3 separate regions of the Sus scrofa genome follow, and regions 2 and 3 are each linked to region 1. A link is a contact called in public Hi-C and HiChIP or PLAC-seq data. All regions are on one chromosome and are shown on one strand. Each heading gives the region's core, a stretch centred on a gene start, on an enhancer-like site or on the middle of the called end of the contact. The rest is flanking DNA. Distances are from core to core; before and after follow the strand shown.

The links. Hi-C and Micro-C count contacts between places; a contact is called where the count stands out from the background. HiChIP or PLAC-seq counts read pairs in DNA pulled down with a chosen protein or histone mark.
Region 2: a Hi-C map of liver shows a contact between it and region 1, with 5 times the contacts expected there. The contact joins the enhancer-like site here to the promoter of CSK in region 1. A contact is called at or near these places in 9 of 47 Hi-C or Micro-C datasets (embryonic fibroblasts, heart right ventricle, liver and 5 more) and 2 of 2 datasets of contacts at active chromatin or transcription factors (alveolar macrophages and skeletal muscle).
Region 3: an H3K27ac HiChIP or PLAC-seq map of alveolar macrophages shows a contact between it and region 1. The contact joins the promoter of C7H15orf39 here to the promoter of CSK in region 1. A contact is called at or near these places in 1 of 5 promoter capture datasets (fetal liver), 2 of 47 Hi-C or Micro-C datasets (embryonic fibroblasts and liver) and 1 of 2 datasets of contacts at active chromatin or transcription factors (alveolar macrophages).

Annotation. Positions count from the first base shown.
Region 1 is chr7:58,752,291-58,757,137 of Sscrofa11.1, forward strand. It overlaps CSK (c-src tyrosine kinase), which reads right to left and starts at 2,744. Exons shown (of 13, transcript NM_001190173.1): 1 at 2,370-2,744.
Region 2 is chr7:59,133,647-59,138,493 of Sscrofa11.1, forward strand. No RefSeq gene overlaps it. Among named protein-coding and RNA genes, the nearest start is that of CYP11A1, 40 kb to the right of the region's middle. Within about 2 kb of position 2,870, at least 13 of the 83 cell types and tissues checked have an H3K27ac peak or open chromatin away from gene starts, as enhancers often do. A contact at or near this core is called in alveolar macrophages, liver, mesenteric adipose tissue and 1 more, where this site is marked.
Region 3 is chr7:58,388,230-58,393,076 of Sscrofa11.1, forward strand. It overlaps C7H15orf39, which reads right to left and starts at 1,888. Exons shown (of 3, transcript XM_021099036.1): 1 at 1,702-1,888.

The DNA.
Region 1 (4,847 bases), core at 1,494-3,993:
ACACAGGCCTAAATGACAACAGCAATGAGGGGAAAAAAGATAAGGAAAAGGAGGCGGGGAGTGCCACGATAATAACAGTCACGGCGCCGGTGAAGAAACAGTGGGTGAATTTTCTGTTTTCTAAATTTTCTGTAGTGCTGTTTTGTTACTTTCTAAATTAAGAAAACTAATACTACATACCGACATATGCAGTGTTCTCGCAACGAGCTCAGATTCATTTCCCTGGGGCCTGCCTGCCCCTCAGCTCTGGCCTGGTGTCTGGGACATCTATGAAAGGAGGGCCTTTCCAGCTTGGGACAGCACCTCAGCACATGAGGCTCCCTCCTTAATTTCTCTTGCCCAGACCCCAAACCTTTGGAGTGTCTCTCTGGGACCATGAGCCAAGGTTTCAAAATCCCCCAAGAGCTGGAGCCCAGAACTGGACCCAAGCTGTCCTGCCCGCTCAGGCTTGTGGGGGCAGCCACGTCACTCTGCAGGCCCTGGTCCTCTGTTTCTGTCTCTGCCTGCAGTCTGGTCTGCTCTGGGGTGGCTCAACCCCTTGGGGCCTGGTGTCCCCTGCAGTGGTGCTGGGGACCATCTTCTGGTCCTTCTCTGTCCCAGACCCCCGACGCAGAGAGAAGAGCAAGGAGGAAGGCACCAAGGTGGCCAGATAAAAAGGGAATCCCTGCACATATGTTTGCCAGAAGACAGACCCCTAGTTTCTACAAGGGCCTCGGGACCCCAGGCTGCACTCAACAGTTGGTATAAAGGCACCCAATGATGTCAGGCTTCAGCCCCAGACCCTCAGGCTGGAAAGGAAGTTAGGGTTGGGTGAGGGGAGCCTCACCGGCCCACCACATCTGTATCCCCTCCACCATGCATGTCAGGGCAACCGGAAACAACTCTAAATCAAGGGCAGAGGCCTAAGCAAGACAAAACTGCCAGATGCCCCGAGGGGCCCCAGATATGGCTCAGTATCCTCCAGGGAACCTCCCACACTTCCAGGAGCCAGAGGATGCTGCCACAGTCCCAATCTTCTTCCTGCTGCCTTCACCCTGTTCCTGCGGGGCCCCACCGAGAAAGACATTGGGACCATCAGGGTGTGGGGAGCTTGGAAGAGACCCCCTGGGTGTGCTCGCTCTGACAATGCTCCTATGCCAAGGCTATACGAGGCTTGCTCCCTGTGGACACAGGGCTCTCACATTCTGCATCCAGATCCATTCATGCTCCTATACCAGCTGGGCCAAAGGGTCAGGAATGACGATCAGGCTGTTTCAGCTCAGCACCAGGGCTACACCCCACGGGTGCCCCCGCATGCCACTTCCCGTCAGTAAGACCCAGCCTCAAGCACCAGAGGGAAATCCCATGGGCAGTGCTGATTCGGTCTGAGCCCAGACCCAGGCAGAACCGTCACCGGAAGCCCTCTCCCTCCTCTCTAGCCCTCTGCAGGGGAGCACGTGCTCACCCCACAAGGTCCCATGGGCCAGGCTGGGGGCTTATGGCCCCAGTGGGTAAAGGCTTATGCCTGGTTTCCCTGTACCCATAGCAGTCCAGGTGTTGTGGGGTGGTGGTGGGAGGGGATGGATGACGGAGGGACAGACAGCCTAACTCTGCCAAAGGCCTGGGATAGCAACTTCCCCCTTTGAGCCTCAGCCCCCCAGCCTACAAAATGGGAGGGGAGGTGAACCCTTAGTTAAGCTCCAAGGATCTGGTAGCTGGACACACCCCTTCCTGACAACTGGCCTGGCCTCCAACGAGCCTGGGAGAACAGAAAGGGCTGACCAGGACGCTAGGAGGTGGGGACCCACCTCCTAATGCCCAGTGTCACCTCCACCGAGGCCAGAGGCCCTGCCTAGTTTCCCACCCAAGGGTCAGATGTCCCTGGGCTTAGGCCTGGTCTTCTAAAAGTCCGAAGATGATAAGCTCAACCTCTGGCAGGCTCAAGGGAGGCGGCTGGACCCTGGGCCTCCGCAGAGGGAATGAAGGAGGGGTCAGAACCAGGCAGGCCAAAAAACCTGCAGGCCTGCAGGGAGGCCCTGGGCAGGGAATGGCAAACAGCCCATTCTCCTGGGCTCTGGTCCACGCTGACCCCTTCCCCTCCGCTCCAGCCAGCCCCAATACGGGGAAAGGACAGACTCCGGGTGGCCTGAGACAAGTCTGAGGGGCTGGGAGGGCAGTACCTCCCTCGTGAGCCCCCCTCCCAGACGGGCTGACAGTGACTCCCGGGAGATTTCGAACCCGGGAAGGAGGGGGTAAGGGAGTGGGGGATGGGTGTGGACGCCACGGCAGCTGCAACAGAAGCAACAGAAGCGGGACGTACAACCTCCACCCGTCTTCCCCTTGGGAAGCACTCGGACGCCCACCTCCTTCAGGGCCTGCCAGACACTCACCTTTTTCGGGGCACTGCGGTCCGGGCCACCTCGCTGCGGGCAGCATCAGCGGCCTGCGGGACGGTCCATGCGGCCAGCCGAGAAGGGAGGGGCGCAGGGGTCCCCGGGGGGTGCGGTACAAAGAGGTCTGGGTGCGAAAGGAGGGGGAGGAAGGACGGCCAGACAGAGGCAGGGGGATGGCTGCGCGGCCCGGGTCGGGGAGGGAAGAAAGGCGGGGGAAGGGGGGCGGGAGGGACTCAGGGGGAGGAAACAATGTAGCCGGTGAGGCCCCGGCAGAGTTCCGCTTCCAAACGCCGACACCAAGGCTCGATCTGGGGACGTCGCGCCGGCTGCCCCGGGCTGCCCCGGACGCTGGCTCGGGGGCCGCAGGGTCTCTCCACGTTCCACGCCCCGGAGACTCCTGCGGCCAGAGGCTGCCTGGAGCGGGAGGGACGGCTGGCCGGGGGATAGCCCCGACGGCGGCGCTGCCGGGCGATGGCCCAGCTCGGACCCCACCCCGGCAGGACCTCCGGACAGGGTGCGGGGTGGGGCGGGAGCGAGAGGGCGGCGGCGGTCTCAGCGGCGGCGGCCAAGCTCGGCTCGCCCTGGGCTCCGCTGGGAGGAAGCTCGCAGGCCTGGCGAGAGGAAGCGCGGCCCCGGATCCTCCGCCCGCGGCAGCGCGCCTGCGCGAGGGAGCCAGCCGGGAGCACGGCGGGGCGTGGGCTGGCGGGAGGACAGCGCCCTCTGTCGGGATCCCGGGGCACTGCGGGGGGTGTGTCCGCGCCCAAGCCCTGCCCCCACCTGCCCGCCCGCGTCGAAGGCTTCAGAAGGTCCCTCACTGAGGGCCGAACAGTCCGCCTTGGAGCAAACGCCAAAACTTCCCTGGGGAACAGCTCTCCCTATGCAGAAGCGACCTCCTTCTTCTCGTATCTTTTTGTGGAGAATGGGTCTCGCTCGCAGCAGCATTCATTCATTCATAGGTGTTTCCTGGCGCTGATGTTGCGACAGGCCCTGTAATGAAGACCGCTTCATTACTGCCAAGGAGTTCCCAGAACTGGCAGGCCAGCAGACAAGCGCTAAGAAATAATTGATAAAAGTGAAGAAGTGTGTACAGGTCCACAAGAAGCAGAAAAGAGGGAAGGGTAATGGGCAATCTTCATAAAGCTGGGACCCCAGGCAGAAGGAACAGCATGGACAAAGGTAGGGAGAGGTGAGAGCCATTTGGTGGCTCTGGGAACTGTAAATAGCTCAGTATGGCTGCAGTTTGCAGTGTGGGTCCAGGAGAGTCCTGGGAGATGGCGTCCCCGACAGCCGCGGAGACAAAAGAGATCCAAAAAGACTGATGGGACTTTTCTTGGACTTTGTTTTCGAAAAGCCTGGCAGCAATGAGGAAGTTGTCAGTAGCTATGTGACCTTGGGAAAGTTACTTAACCTCTCTGGGCTCTAGTTTACCAAACAGGGAAAGTAACAGCACCAACTTCTTAAGGTTTTGTGGGGAGGAAATGAGTTAATACATTTAAAGAGCTTAGCATGCAGTGGCAGGCACATGGTCAGTCCTTAGCCAAGTATTGCCTGTTATTATATATTACAGTTAACAGGATGTCATCTGCTCTGAGCTACAGGAGCTGATGTGCATGTGGGGGGGGGGGGGAGCATACAGTTTTGGGGGCAGGGCAGTGATGGTGGAAAGACCAGAGACTCCAGTGTAGGTGGGGGTGGGGGGGCACTATCCTAGGGACTGGGCCCTGAAGGAAGAGTCTGGTTTGGGTGGGCAGAGGGGAGGGGCATACTGTGGTGGGGGAAATGAGGTGTACTTGCAAAGTCTTGAAATTCAAAATAAGTGAGGGGCTAGGGACTGAGAGGGACAGTAAAGGGCCCTGTGGGAGAGTGAGCTGAATGTGCAGTGTGGCTGTACATTGCACAGAGAGGAGTTGGGTTTGCCTCCCGAGACAGACCACAGAATGGCCCTCCGACCCAGTGCACCCCTGGGCCAGCTTTCCAGTACGGAGCCAGCCCTTCAAGGAGTGAAGCAGTAGTCCCACCCCTGCCCTTAGGAGACATCCACTAAGTCTCAGAGATGGCTGTGGTGTGATGGGGAAAAGTATGAATTTGGAGTTCAAATCATAAAGTTAAATCTCAGTGGGGCCGCTTCCCAGCTGTGTGACCTTGGGCTAGTTACTTAACGTCTCTGAGCTCAGTTTCCTCCTCTGTAAGATCAAGCTCAAAAAGGCACCTCTTTCACAAGAGATGGTGCAGATCTAGCAAGATAACGGCCTAGGGGTGAGGGAGGTGGGGAGGGCGCTCAGCTTGGCTGGTTTCCCTTTCTTTCCTCTGAGGTCAAGATGGAATGATAAATTGGGACCGGATGGGGCCACCTCTCAGGCTGAAGGGAAGGCCTTCAGTGGCTTTGCAAAGACTTCTGGAAGTGCGAAGTTGACATCTCCCCTCCCTTGACTGAATCAGCTGGCAAAATGAGAAAGGGCTGTGGGGATTTGGGGA
Region 2 (4,847 bases), core at 1,620-4,119, 380 kb after region 1:
ATTTTAAGGAGATGGAAACAAGACCTGGTGGTGAATGGGGTGTGGCTGCTGTGGAGGGGGAGAAGCCCAAGGTCCGTGCAGTCCACTCACTCATGTTAGCAAATTATCAAGTGCCTCCTGGGCGCCAGGCACAGTTCCAAGACCTGGGCTTGCCTCAGTCACCAAAAAAGCCAAAACTCTCTGCTCTTAAAAAGCTTTCTTTTTAGCTGGTGGAGACAGACAATAAAGGATACACATATTAGATATGTTAATTACATGGTCTGTTAGAATGGTGGAAAAATAAAATAGACGTAAGGGTGATTGGCAGACTTGGTCAAGGAGGCTTCTCAAGTTTTAAACAGGGTTGTCAGGGTGAGCCTTATCGAGGAGGTGCTATTCCGGTGAAGATGAGGGGAGGTGAGGGAGTGAGCCCTGCGGCTACATGGGGGTGGGGCATTCCAGGCGGGCGCTTAGGAGCTGGAACACCCAAAATGTTTGTTAGACTCGAGTGGAGCACAGAGTGGGCAACCAGGGAGGGGTGTGGACGGCCAGATGGCGCGGGGCACATTTGGGATGCAATCGAGAAGGAGAAAGTGAAAGTTTGCTTGGTTTTAGATGCTCGGTTTCAGCATCTGGGCCAACACTGATGGAGAGAGACGGGAGGGAAAGTTTGGGGGAGGTGACAAGCTGTGAGTTCCTGAGAGACCTGTGGGAGGCAGTATCCGGTAGGCATGTACATTATCTGGTCAGGAGCTCAGGGGAGGAGCTGGCAGGCCAGCACCTTGAGGATACACGAGGGAGAGCTAGGGGTGGAAGAGCTCTGACTCCTTGGGGTGCGAGGGCAGAGAGAGAAAAAGGCCCAGAACAGAGCTCTGGGTGGGGCTCATTTGAAGGGGGCCTGGGGAGCAGGGGGGAAAGAGAACCAGGCAAGGCCAGTAGGAGCAGTGGTCGGGGAGATGGGAGGAGGTCTGCGTGTGCATCTCAGGAGCTGAGAGGACTCAGGTTTCAAGACAGCGTGTGTGGTCAGCAGTATGGAACAACAGCGCCGAGGGGCAGCGTGAGATGTGGGCAGAGACACGGCGAGGAATGACAGTGGAGCCTGCCAGTGACCTTGGTGGAGTGTAGGGTGGGAGTCAGGTCTTTGAGGAGAAGAGAAGGTGGGAGGTGGGAGGCGGGTGGTGATGGAGGTGGTAAGTAGAGACTTGCTTTCAAGAGCTGTGGGGCAGAGGCTGGAAGTGGGGGTGAGGGGGCTGTTGAAAGAGGGTTCTGGTAGTGTGGGAAAGTCTCAGGCAATGGGTTGGATGCCAAGAGGTAGCAGCAGGAGGTGGGAGGAGGTTGGGATGCAGACAGGACAAGGTGAATGCCAACAAATTTCCTGGACCCTCTCAGGGACACATCCGAGGTGCTGGGCTCTTGCTTTGCTCTGGCTCCTGAGTCCTGAGGCGGGAGGAGAGGAACCCTAAGGAGGTTGTGGGAGGGGGAAGGGGGAAGGGGGTCAGAGTCAAGTGAAGGACTCCGACCCTTGAAGAGGCAGGAGCAGAGGGAAGAGTCAACATCTTTTGCAGAAAATATGATTGTTTCCACTGTGCTAAGGAGACCATAAATGAAACCCCATGAAAGTAGGGGTGCCTTTTGAAAGAATTTCCCAAATGTGGGGGTGCAGGCCCCCCTCCCGGTCTGATTCTTCCCCCAGGCCTGAAGCTAGAGATCCTCAGAGGGCCTCCCAACAGAAGGGCCTCCAGATGGGGCAACCCTATAGTCACAGGGCGAGAGGGGCCCTAACAAAGACAGGGAGGCAGGGAAGCCTTGTGACATCTGGGAGGCAGAAGAGAAGGGACTGGCAGGGAGGGAGGCTGAGGCCTGCCGGTGGAGACCAGCCCACCAGGAGGGATCATCTGGGCCCTGCTCACTCAGCAGGCTTCAGATGCCGAACCGAGCCGTCTTTGAGGAGCGTGACCTGACCAGAGATGCCCCCTGGCCCTGTGTCACCTGATGCACCCAGCCTGGGAGGGCCTCCAGGTCCTTACCACCCTCCCCAGTGCCTGGGTGAAAGGTCCCAGGAGGGAGTGGTGGTACAGATGAGGATTCAGGGGAGGTGCTCCACAGCTTTGTCACCTCTTCCTTTTCTTTCCTTCCTTTTCTTTCTTTCTTCCTTTCTTTCTTTCTTTCTTCCTTTCTTTCTTTCTTTCTTTCTTTCTTTCTTTCTTTCTTTCTTTCTTTCTTTCTTTCTTTCTTTCTTTCTTTCTTTCTTTTCTTCCTTCTTTCTTTCCATGCTTTTAGGGCCACACCTGCAGCATACGGAGGTTCCCAAGCTAGGGGTCGAATAGGAGCTGTAGCCACCAGCCTACGCTACAGCCACAACAACTCGGGTTCCAAGCTGCATCTGTGATCTTCACCACAGCTCATGGCAACGCCAGATCCTTAACCCACTGAGCGAGGCCAGGAATCAAACCCACATCCTCATGGATCCTAGTCAGATTCATAACTGCTGAGCCACGACAGGAACTCCCACCTCTTCCCTTTCTGGGTACACCTGGACCCCACCCACTGAAACTTTAGAGCTAGACGCTTGCCTAGGGCAAATCTTCCCCCTCCGGTCTAAGGTTTCTTAGGAATCTACCTACTTCCTCTTTTCTGAAAATCGGAACTACCTTTGTAACCTCAGGGAAAAGGAACTAACCCTTTTGACGGCCCTCCTCCCTAGACATGCATGTGTGCACGCACACACACACACACACACACTCCAGAGCCGGTTCTCACATACCTGTGTGACCCGCAGGAAGACCTCACAGCAAGGACGCTGTGCTCCCCAATCCTCCAGTGGGGAAGCTGAGGCCGTGGGAGACGCAGTGACTCAACCCAGGCTGCATTACGCAGTGAGTGGAGTGGCCTGGCCATGGGGTCATCTGCCCCATGTTATCTGCCTGTGGCCTTGTCTCTGGACAAGTTCCTAATCTCCCCTTCTATCTTGGGTGCTGGTTTCCCGGATGTCTCTGTTTCCTGTGGCTCTCAGGACATACCAGAGGGTTTCTTCCCCTCGGGGGAAAGTGCTCAGGGCCTGAAAAAGTCTCCGAAGGAGGACTTGGCACATGGCCTGCTTCATGGACACCGTTTGGTTTTGGGGGCACCGCACTGTGGACTCAGGATTGGCCCCTGAAGGAGCTGGTGGCAAGAGCTTGGGGTCCGAATGTGGCTCCCCAGTGGTGACCCCCAGCGGTCTGCTCTAGGCTGTGTCCCCAGTACCACACAAGCACCCCAGCCAGAAATGCCCCACACATCTCTGTCTGCTTAAGCACAAAGAGTGCAGACCTTGGACTCAGAGATGAGGCTTTGAGGCCATCTGTGTGACCTTGGGCAAGGCCTGTGAGCTCTCTAAACCCTGTTTCCTCATCTGCAAAATGGGGATGCTAACAATGACCCCGTCCCCAGAGGACTGCCGAGGTTGAGGGGAGAAGGGTCTAGAGCCTGGCCCGCAGCAGGTGCTTAGTAAGAACTGTTTCCTTTTCCCCCAGGCTCCCAGCTTCCTGGGATGACAACCCCACTGTCAGCAGCTAGGTGTCAGAAAACAGGAGTGGCTTTAGGTCTTGGTCCTGCTCCAGGAAGCTGACGGTTCACCCTGGGGCTTTAGAGTTCATGTCCCTTTCAGGGCCTTCTACAGGAAGGAGGCCATAAACTTCCGATCATGAATGAGGAAGCCCTGTCTGAAATGCCTCTGACAGGCCCACCCCTGACATCTGTTGGGCTCAGGGCAGAAGTAAAAAACTGAGGCCCACATAACACATGTCTACACATTTAAGTTATAATCAAGCAAACAGAATGCTCCACAGAATATGCTCTAGCCTCCCACACTGACAAATATACCTTTATGACCACCTGGAAGGCCAGGTTGTGTTTAGAATTCTTGGACAAGTGGGAGTTCCCATCATGGCTCAGTGGTTAACAAATCCGACTAGGAACCATGAGGTTGTAGGTTCGATCCCTGGCCTCGCCCGGTGGGTTAAGGATCCGGCGTTGCCGTGAGCTGTGATGTAGGTTGCAGACGCGGCTCTGCTCCTGCGTTGCTGTGGCTCTGGCGTAGGCCAGCAGCCGCTCCGATTAGACCCCTAGCCTGGGAATCTCTATATGCCATGGGAGCGGCCGCAGAAAATGCAAAAAGACAAAAAAAAAAAAAAAAAAAAAAGGAATTCTTGGACTCCTGGAGTCCAGAGCTGGAATGTGGCTGCATGAAGAAAGCTGATCCTCAGCCCACCCCTGGCCCCAACGCTTGGCCCCCTGTGTGACTATCCCAGGCCGTTGGTCTGTGGTCCATCCACACACCTGTCAATAGCTGCCCTTGGTGAAAAGCCCCTGTGGACCGGAGGGCAGGGGATTCTGGGGTTCTGTATTTGCTGGAGGGGCATAGGCCTCGGGTAGGTGTGTCCCTTTGGCTCAGGGGACTTTTTGGCCCCTGCTGCAGGATGGAGAGGCCAGAGTGCATTTTTTCTGCAGTGCAGGGGTCCAAAGCAAGGGCCCTTCTTGCCTCAATCTAAGTTTGATGCTGCTTCCGGGCACCCCCAGACCTGGCTCTGGAATGAATGTCCCCACCTTGCTTGCATCCCAGCACTTGAGGCATCCCAGAGCCCCCTGGAGCAGGGGGGACAGGGTCCGCTGTGCCTGGCTGGGCTTACAGTCCAGGGAGCCAGCCCTCCTTCCCCCCCAGACACCAGGGCTCCTCTCAGGCACAGCCTCTCCCTTCCTACCCGGAACACACCACTTTCCTCTTGTGGGGTTGGTGGGTGAGGGGGTAGAGGGGGAGGTCTGTCGCTACCTGCCCCCACCCTTCTGGGATCCTGACCCTACCCCTCCTGCTCTGGCTCCGTGGACCACTC
Region 3 (4,847 bases), core at 638-3,137, 360 kb before region 1:
GGGCCTCTGGATTAATTAAGTGCTGGCTCTAGTCTCACCTCCTCTGCATACTCCTTGGGGCCTGCTCCATACCCACCCCCTTCTCTTCTGGGCTCTGCCCATTGCGTGCCCTTTGCCCGGGAGACTTCCTGAGACACCCCCTTGGGACCCAATCAATAAAGGTGAGGCCATTTGGGACCCTCGAGAGTCTTTGGAGGAGAGACAGGGGCTCTAGGGAGACAGCAGAGGACTATGAAGGGTATGGACTATGCCAGTAGGGGATGGAGAGCCCAGTATATATGCCCTCAAGCAAGGCCCCTCCAGGTTCAAGAAGGTAGCCAAAGTGTAGGGGCCTCCTTCCCTGACACTGATGCATACACAAAAAGGCAAGCAATTGTTTGGGGAAGGGCAGGACCCCAGGGAGCAGGGGTCACATCACACTTTCGGCCACTGAGCTACTTGCTGGTTGAGGTTAGAGCTGGTCTGGGAGGACCAACCTCTGGCAGGGTCCAGAAGACCCCACCAAAGCTGTGCCATCCCTGCCCTAAGCAGCAGGGGGAGTAAACAGTTCTGTGGCCCCATTGCCTCTTCCACCTTTTAAGGGGTCTCCAGGAGGACATCGGGCAAAAGCAGGAAGAAGAGAGGGATCTTGCCCAGCTGTGGCCAGCGCCTGGACTCTCTTAGCAGGCTGAACTAGGCCCCCTTTCCATGTTCTTACACCTCCCCGCAGCTGAGGCTCTGGGCCCTGCCACCGCTCCAACCGTACCTAGGGGCAGCCCAGGCTCCAGGGGAGGGGGAAGGGTCGTGGGATGGGCTCCAGCCCCTTTCCTCTACCTGCCTGGCCCATAACTCTGTGCCTGGGGCCCTCAGCCGACCTGGCTTTGGGGCTACCGCTGCACCCGACCCCGCCAGCTTCCGGGTGTCCTCATGCCCTGCCTGGCGGCGCTGGGGCGCACGTGCACCCCAGGAGGACGACACACAGGCCTCCGCCACCCATGCAAACCCGTGCCTGCAAGTACGTGCCTGATCCATATCTGCACAAACGGCCCGCCAGAACTGCGTTCTCCCCTCACTCGGGCCCCCGCACACGTGTGCACGCAGGCAGGACAGCGCACCGGGCCCCACGGACCGACACCCAAAGACTGGTGAGAGGATCGGGGCAGGGGGGCGGCCTGGCTGCAGAGACCGGGCAGCCACCGCCTCGGGGCGATCTCGCCAGCCTGGGCTGCGGCCAGAGAGTGAGTCAAGCCGTAGCGAGGAAACCGCAGGGCCGTCGCGTCCCAGCAGGGCGCGTCCAGAGCCCCGCGGAGCCTTAGTGCCTGCGGCCCCCCAGGCCAGCCCCCCGCCGGCCTCTCCTCTCCGCCCGCGTAGTCCACGTGAGCCGGGCCCCGCAGGAGGCCCGGGGGCTCGGCCTGAGCTTCACTTAGCCAGCCCCGCACTAGATCAGGCGCTAGGGCCCCGCCGGAGCTCCACGACGCTACCTGCTCCAGGGGCCTCGAACTCCGGGGAAAGTCGGAGCAGCGGCGCGACCCCTGCCCGGCAGCGCTCCCGCCGAGGGTCCGAGGCCGCCAGGAGCCACGCCACTTCGGCCCAGGCCCAGCGCGCTCCATCCCCGGGCCGGCCGGTAGGGGCGCCCTGGGGCAGCGCCACCCGCCCCTTCCCCACGCGCCGCCCGCAAACTCGGCCCAAGTTTCCGCGCCCGCCGAGTGGGCGAGCTCCTACCTGCACAGTGCTGGGCTTCCCGCTGCTGCTGCCTGGGACCGCGGCCGCATTCTCCAGCGCCAGCGAGGCGGAGGGTCCTTGTCCAGCTCGGCCCTGCGCGGGAAGTCGCGGCGAGCACCGAGCCCGGAGCCACCCTCCGAGCTGCCGTTCGCGCCGCCGCCGGGCGCCGTCTGCGGTCCCGGGCGGGGCGGGCTGGGGGCGGGGCGGGGGCGGGGCGGCCCGCGCGGTGGGGGCAGAGCCCGGCCGTGCCTCTGGGAGCCTGCGCTCCCCCGGGCCCTGGGGGTGTGGAGGGCCTGCGTCGGCCAACCCTCCGAGGCCCCGGCCGCGGGCGCTGTGCACTGTCTGAACCCAGCACACTCCGCGAACCATCGCCCCACGCGCCCGTCACACGTCTTCATTCAGTCACTCAGATCATTCATTCATCGCCACTTTTCTAGCTCTGTGACCTTGTGCCCGCCGCTTGACCTCGTTGAGCTTCAGTTTCCTTATTTTAGTCAAACTGGGATTATCTCATTGTGTCCTAAGATTTAGAAGAGGTTATATTAAAATAACTGGCTCTCAGAGTTCCCGACCCGTCTCAGCAGGTAACGAACCCGACTAGGATCCCTGAAGGTGCGGCTTCAATTCCCGGCCTCACTCAGTGGGTTAAGGATCTGGTGTTGCCTTGAGCTGTGGTGTAGGTCGCAGAATCTGCTTGGATCTGGCGTTGCTGTGGCTGTGGCGTGGGCCTGTAGCCGTAGCTCCTGCTCCCATTTGACCCCTAGCCTGGGAACTTCCATATGCCACCAGTGCGGCCCTAAAATAGCTAAAATAAAATATCTGGCTCTCTTGGCCAGTACAGTTGCATTAGGGAGCCGGAGAAGGTCTCCTTAGTCTGTTCCCTCACCGCAATACAGCAGAGAGGGCAAATTCCAGAAAAATATCTCAAAGCTTGTTAGGGCACCATACCTGATGAGGAGGGGGTGATTTCCCCATCCCTGAAGTGAGCCAGGAAGGAGGATGCTGGAAGTTTTGCCAAGTGGCCTCAGTGGGTATCTCTGAACATTTTTGACAAATCTCCCTCAGTAAGACTGGACTAAGCTCCATGTAGCCACATAGGTGGGTTGGGTTGAGCACTCCCAGGCAGGAACGGTGTGTTACCAAGAGAGGGGCTGGAGGGATGGAAGAGCTGTCTCCATTTGCCTTCTCCAGGCCATCTTGGTGGCCATCACCGAGAAGCTGCTGGGTGCTGTTACCTTCTCTGAAAAACCTAGTTCCTTGCATTTCTTGGGCTGCCCAAGGACTGGGGGCAGGTGTATGCAGTGAAGGAGGAAAGGAACAGGTGGACATGCCAAAGGTCAGAACAAGTTCACGGAGCAAAACCACCCAGGCCATCTGCTCAGATCCCAAAGGTCAGGGCCGCCTGAGTCAGAGGGCAGAGCAGGCCTGAGGCTGCAGGTTCCAAGAATAAGGAAGCATCTAGAGCTGCTGGAGCTGAGCAGGAGGGGCTGGGTGCTGCGGAGAGGAAGAGGAAGTGAAGGTCACCTGGGGCAGCAGAGAGGGTATTAATTAGTTGAGATATGAAGGGCCCTTAGAAATTGAGTTTGGAGAAGGAGCTGGGGAGCAGAGGCTCAGAGAAAATTGAGGCTTTCCCAAAGTCACATAGCAGGCTGGGATCAAGAAAATGCATTTGTAAGCTGATGACTTGGAGTCATGGCCAAGCTTCAGCTCACAGGCTGTTCTTCCTCACTTTTTTTTTTTTTTTTTTTTTTTTTTTTTTGTCTTTTTGTCTTTTCTAGGGCCTCACCCATGGCATATGAAGATTCCAAGTCTAGGGGTCTAATCGGAGCTGAAGCTGCTGGCCTAAGCCAGAGCCAGATCCGAGCTGCATCTGCGACCTACATCATAGCTCACAGCAATGCCTGATCCTTAACCCACTGAGCAAGGCCAGGGATCGAACCTGCAACCTCATGGTTCCTAGTCAGATTTGTTAACCACTGAGCCACAACGGGAATTCCAGTTCTTTCTCACACTTGCTCCTCACTAACACTGCCCTCCCCTCCAAGACACCCATTCCCTGGCCTCCACCCTGGTACTGGGGATGGGGAGGGAGGAGGGCAGTGTTCTCTATTTAGGGTCTGGGAGTCTTAGGTTGTGCGATCAGCTGGCCGGTGTTCTCTCCAACTTCTCTGAGCCTGAGTGGGGCCCACCCAGGCCAAAATGAGCCTGGTGAGGCCCAAGGAGGGGCAGTTAAGAATCTGTGGACCCAAAGTTCCCATTGCGGTGCTGCGGAAATGAATCCGTCTAGGAACCACATGGTTGCGGGTTCAATCTCTGGCCTTGCTCAATGGGCTTAGTTTCTAGTATAGGTCGCAGAAGAGGCTCGGATCTGGCGTTGCTGTGGCTGTGATGTAGGCCAGAAGGTATAGCTCCAATTAGACCCCTAGCCTGGGAACCTCCATATGCCATGGGTGCAGCCCTAAAAAGCAAAAAAAAAAAAATCTGTGGACCCACTGAGTCTTAATTCGGGGACACTTCGCAAAGACGGCACCTCCCTTGTCCATTTCTTTTCGGAATCAGCATCTTGTGCATTCATTTTTGGCATCACTTAAACACCTTAGACTACAAAACACAAGTCACAGGGCAGGGGACTTGGGAACCTCTTTGTAACCTTCTGAGCCTCCATCTCCTTATCTGCAAAATGGGAACTATGAACCCAGGTTAGTGTCCAACAAAGCCAGCATGGGACATTAGTTATAAACTGTAAAAAGCTCCTAGCGTCAGTTGATTGTGAGCTCCTGAAGGCTGTGACCCTGCCGTCTTCTCTTCCCCAAGGGTCATGTGCAGAGCCTATAGAGAGAGGTGCCTACAAGCCTTTGTTGGATGAAGAAAGGTACCCTATACGAGGTGGCTGCAAAGAACAGTGTGAGCAAAAGCAGAGCAGGGATCCGTCTGTGCTTAAATGGGCTTCCTGGGTAGTGTTAACACCGAGCAGTAGCATAGAGAAACCTGGAAGGCAGCCTTCACACCTAAGCTGTTGCCGAGACACACGAGGGCTGCACAGGTCTGTGGGCAGATTGTCCTCCTCTACCCGACCCCAGACACGGCTCCGAGGACAGTGAGGTAAAAGGTCAGCTCCCTGAACTTCAGCTTGTTAGTTATTAATA